2 separate regions of the Sus scrofa genome follow, and region 1 is linked to region 2. A link is a contact called in public HiChIP or PLAC-seq data. All regions are on one chromosome and are shown on one strand. Each heading gives the region's core, a stretch centred on a gene start, on an enhancer-like site or on the middle of the called end of the contact. The rest is flanking DNA. Distances are from core to core; before and after follow the strand shown. Region 1 has its middle 43 kb from the start of PTPN1. Region 2 has its middle 16 kb from the start of RNF114.

Region 1 (2,700 bases), core at 112-2,611, 440 kb before region 2:
TATCTAACCAGCCCCTGGTGATAGTCATGTAGGTGATTCCAGTCTTTTGCTGCAGCAAACAATGCTGCAATTAGTATTCCCTTCACAGGAGTCTTTCCGTGTATGTGGATCTATTTCTGTGGGGATACATTCCTAGCAGCTGAACTGCCTGGTCACAGGGCAGGTGCGTTTTTAAATTTTAACACTTATTGTCCAAATGCTTTCTAAGGTCATACCTACCAATTGGCATTCAGACCATCAGCTTACGTGAGGGCTGGTTTCCCCACACTCTAGCCGACGCCTACTATGATTTGACTTCTCAATCTTTGCCCTGCTCACTGGGGAAAAAGGTGTTCACGGTGGTTGTATTCTGCAGTCCTTCCTTTTATATTAGGTTGGGGATTTAAAAATATATCTAAAGGCCATTTGTATTATTATTTCTTTTCTGGTAGCAAAGCATTCAGTCCTTTGCCTATCTTTCCATTGGATAATTGTTTCTTTTTTTCCATCTGCAAGAGCTCTTTATATAAGAAGAAATTTAGGTCTTTCTTTCTCATATATGCTACAAGTGTACCTATTTGAACATCCAGGTAAGCCAAACAAAAATGGGATCCTTCTGGGCACAAGGTTTTTGAAGCCTGAGGTTACTTGATGATATATGTGGATCCCATTCCATGTAAGTAAATATGTCTTTATAAAACAAAAATCACTCTGATGGAGTGCCCAGTGTGCCTCAGTGTAACAAACCTGACTAGTGTCCATGAGGACACTGGTTCGATCCCTCCTTGATCAGTGGGGTTAAGGATCTGGCATTGCTGTGAGCTGTAGTGTAGGCTGCAGACGTGGCTTGGATCCTGCGTTGCTGTGGCTGTGGCATAGGCTGGCAGCTACAGCTCCAATTCAACCCCTAGCCTGGGAACTTCCACATGCCACAGGTGCAGCCCTAAAAAGACAAAAAACAAAACCAAAACAAAACCAAAAAATCACTCTGAGTAGTTTGGAAGTTCATCAAATGTAAATGGTTATGGATTTGGATGTACACCAGTGTCAGAGAAGACGATTGTGAAGAGTCCCATGTGCGCTGTCTGTTTTTGTCTGTTACCTAATCTAGTCCTTCAACAACACTGAAGTGACATCATCCCCATTTTATAGGGGAGGAAACTGAGGTCCAGAAAGGTCATAGAATTTGGCTCAAGTCTTCCTGCTGCTCTGTTCAAGAGCTGGGATCCAAACGCCCAAGCCTTTGCTGCCATCTTTCATTACTTTAAATCTCTACCCTGACAACTAGTCTGGAGACTATGGCCCTGGGGTAAGTCCCCAATCTCTCCACCACTACCCAAGGCTGGGGAATTTCACGCAGTTTAGGGATGAGGCCACCAGGAGGCGCTGGGGACACATCCCTTGTTTAACTGGCTGCAGCCTGGAATGGGACGTTGTGACAGTCCAAGGTCTCTAGACATTGCCAAATCTAGACATTGCCAAATGGCCTTGGGTTTAGAACCCCTACTGTGGACCTACAGGGCCCAGGCAGTGACCGAAGTTAGTCCTGCTTAAGGTAAGAATGGCTCACACACACAGAGCCTCACATATAGGAACTTGTATTAACAAGTATTAATACCCTGGGGGTGGGGACCGACACCATCCCTGCCACAGAGATGAGAAAACTGAGGCCCAGAGAAGTTCAGTGACTTGCCCAAGGCCACACAGCCAGTAGGTGGCAGAGCTGGGGCTTGAACCCAAGTTGTCAGGCTCCAGCACCTGTGCCCTTAACCAATGTAATCTACTGTCCCTCAGAAAAGTATGCATTGCTTGGGTTTCAAATCCACAGAAATATTCTCTTGTTCCACAAAGAAATACCTTTTCTCCCAGTTTTCTTTTTATATATTTTCATTTTCCCACTTTTGATGGAAAGTCATGTACAAGAGATTTTTCGTTTTCATTATATTTGTACTGTGAGAAAAACGCCAGCCCCAGTGCCATGATAAACGGCAGCTGAGACTCAACCTCAACATGAGGGATGCACTGGGGAGTGGTGGGGACCGTGGTGTCCCAGACGGCTCAGCCTGGTTAGTCCTGGCACTTTGTTTCCTGTGGGCTGGCCCAATTTTGCAAGAGAAGGCAGAAATCTAGATTACTTATGTGAAATTTCCTAATTTTTACACAATGGCAATTAATTAAAAAGTTAAAAACCCTTGATGTCCAAATAAAACAAGTCTGAAGCCTGATTTGGCCTGAGAACTGCCAGTTTAAGACCTTCCTGAAGGGTGCATTCAAGGTCCAGGAACAAACACTTGAACTCCTAATGCCTCTGCTTTCCATGACCATTTATTTAGTTAATTCTTTTACATGTATAGTCATGCATTCATTCCATGTATGCATTCTACTCACTCACTCACTCATCCATCAATATCATCCATCCACCCACCCATCTATCCATCCATCCATCCTTTCATTCATGCATTTCACTTATCTATCCACTCATCCATTCATCCATCTACCTGTCCATCCTCCATTCATCTATCCATCCATCCATCCTTTCATTCATACATTTCACCCTCCTACATATCTATTCATTCATCCATCTATCTGTCCATCCATCCATCCATCTCTCCATCCATCCATCTCTCCATCCATCCATCCATCCATCCATCCATCAATTTATCCTTTCATCCATGCATTTCACCCACTTACCTTTCCATACGTTCATATATCTATCTGTCC
Region 2 (2,700 bases), core at 37-2,536:
CACTGAATTATTATTATTATCCTCATTGCTTTTCAGGGCCACATCCGCGGCACATGGAGGTTCCCAGGCTAGGGGTTGAATCGGAGCTGCAAGTGTCAGCCATAGCTACGGCATTGTGGGATTCGAGATGCGTCTGTGACCTACACCGCTACTCACAGCAACACCAGATCACTGACCACTGAGTGAGGCCAGGGATCGAACCCAGATCCTCACGGATACTAGTCGGATTCATTTCCGCTGCACCACAATGGGAATGCCTCAAATCCCTACGTTTTTAATTACTTATGCTATATTTAATACAAATGTAAAGGAGTTCCCACCGTGGCACAATGGGATCAGCAGCATCTTGGGAACAGTGGGTTGCAGGTTCGATCTCTGGCCTGGCACAGTGGGTCAAGGATCTGGCATTGCTGCAGCTGTGGCTTAGGTCGTGACTGCGGCTTGGAACTGATCCTTAGCCTGGGAACTCCATATGCCATGGGGCGGCCAAAAATGACCAATAGTAATAATAATAATAATAATAATAAAACAAATGTGGAAGTATTTTGTCTAGTCATTTTAAGAGTTTGATCACATGCATCTCTGACATTGGAGAAACTGGCATCATCTGAGTAACTGTTAGAGTTATTTCAAGGTCCCAGGCACGTCCTAGTCACATTTCTTTGAGTTGCTTGAGAGCTGGCACTTCCTGTATCTGTGCATGGTGCCAGGAGGTCCTCTGTGAAGTCCAAGGTGCCCATTCCTGAAACATCCCCTCCATCTCCTCATGGAATCTTTCCTTTAATTCAGTGGTCGTGCAGGTCCCAGACCTCGGCGTCCCTCTGGACTCCTCTCCGGCTTTCACACCTCTCCCTCAAGAGCTGCGGAATCAGACAACCTCAGTACCACCGTTACCACTGCACAGCCCCGGGCCGCCGCCACCTCCTGCCCGGAACCTGCAGCAACCGCCCGCCTGGCCTCTGCTTCCTTCTTTCCCCACTGCAGTCCCCTCTCCACGTGCAGGAGAAGGATCCTTTTTAAGCCCAATTACATCAGGAAGGAGAAGTATTTTCCAGATGTCCCACAGCCAGTGGCAGAGTACAAAACTGAAACACGGCCATGACCTCAGATCTCCCATGCGATGGTCTCAGGGCCGCTACTAAGTCATCTAAAGCCTCTTTCATGGAACATGGTCACTTCCTGCCTGACTGGAGCTCCCAACTGCGGGGCGGGGCAGGGTGGGCAAGGTGTCTAATCTCCAGAGAAGACAGGCCCAGAGAGGGCAGCTGGTGAAGTGTCAGAGCTGAGATCCGAGCCAGATGGGGCTCACTCGTGACAGACAAGAACTTCCCCTTAGAAAGAGCAACAGTCTTCCCGAGGCTCCCCAGGCCCAGAGTTCAGCAAGTGGTGGTGAATTCCAGAAAACAGGCATTACAGCTCACTGGTTGGATAAATTATGAAATTTATTTGTATTTCACCTTTTAAAAGCCAGAACATAACAAATGTCGCTATCTGGAAAGTCCTCTTATTAGAAATACATGAAGTGCACTTAATACAAGGAACTCTGTTTCTTGGTACCACCCGTGAGACCACCATCATCAGTTCCCTAAACGAAGGTTTTTGTCCAATTTCCCTCTAAACTTAGACCGAGGTGATCTCAATGCAGGGGCCTCGAAGTGAACTTTCTCCAGAAGTTACAGTGAAGAAACTGACCATAACATTTGGGCCCTCTCAAGCAACAGCAGATTAGAAAAAATTACTTTGCCCCCAAGAGCTGTGTTTTTGCTGGTTCCTAGGCATCTGGCTCTCGGTGGCAGGGACAGAGGGGCCCACAACAGCAGCGCACAGGCCAAAAGCCCCGTCATTTGCAGCCTCAGCCGCTGACCAGAAAAAAAGTGTCCATATTCAGACAAGAGGTCTGGCAGAGAAAAATGAATTGAAACCCAGATGCCTTTTGGTCGATCAGAGGCTCTACTCCTATACATTACAAGCCCTTAGCCTTATATTTACTAATATTCATGAAACATGGTGAACGCCAAGCTTCTTGAGCTGCTTCTATTACCAACTTCTCAGAGGAGGGTCAGGCAGCAGGTGGTGCTCCCAAGACCTCTCTGCTTTCGAAGGCAGGTCTTTACACATCAATTCACGTGTTGTAACCAGTTTTATAAGGAAACCATTTGTGATAGAAAAGCAACACAATTTAATCTAAGTTACCAAATAAAAGATGCAAGAACTAGTATTCATGGGAGCTCACACACTTCTTATTCATTTGAGGACTTCTTTTCATGCTTCCAGGACAAGAACATAAGCAGGCTCCCAAATCGAGAGGCACCATGACTGAGTCATCTGAAAACACTTCACCAGTTTGAAAATCAGAACCAAAAAGCTAGCGCCCTTCCACCTCTTAGCTGACCCTCCTCCTCTCTTACGGATAATTGGAATTTAACTTTCCTAACCTAGAAACACTTATTTTCACTAAAAATACATGGTGACACCTTACCCTAAAAGGCACCATGCAGGCATTTAAGTCTGAACCAGTTAAATCCTAAGGGTGTGCAGGAATGATAGGAAAATCTCACTCATCAAAACTTCCAGCATCAGACCATGTTCAACCCAGAACATCCACCCTAACAAGACCTGTGAAATGTTTCCCATGAGGTAACTCTAGCTCCTGGCAGCTGCCGCCAAGGACCAACCAACAGGAACCTGCACAGCACAGGA

Evidence for each region. HiChIP or PLAC-seq counts read pairs in DNA pulled down with a chosen protein or histone mark.
Region 1: a contact with region 2 is called in an H3K27ac HiChIP or PLAC-seq map of alveolar macrophages. The contact joins two enhancer-like sites. A contact is called at or near these places in 1 of 5 promoter capture datasets (liver), 3 of 47 Hi-C or Micro-C datasets (liver, omental adipose tissue and subcutaneous adipose tissue) and 1 of 2 datasets of contacts at active chromatin or transcription factors (alveolar macrophages).

The regions. Positions count from the first base shown.
Region 1 is chr17:51,972,797-51,975,496 of Sscrofa11.1, reverse strand. No RefSeq gene overlaps it. Among named protein-coding and RNA genes, the nearest start is that of PTPN1, 43 kb to the left of the region's middle. Within about 2 kb of position 1,361, at least 14 of the 83 cell types and tissues checked have an H3K27ac peak or open chromatin away from gene starts, as enhancers often do. A contact at or near this core is called in alveolar macrophages and liver, where this site is marked.
Region 2 is chr17:51,528,092-51,530,791 of Sscrofa11.1, reverse strand. No RefSeq gene overlaps it. Among named protein-coding and RNA genes, the nearest start is that of RNF114, 16 kb to the right of the region's middle. Within about 2 kb of position 1,286, at least 5 of the 83 cell types and tissues checked have an H3K27ac peak or open chromatin away from gene starts, as enhancers often do. A contact at or near this core is called in alveolar macrophages and liver, where this site is marked.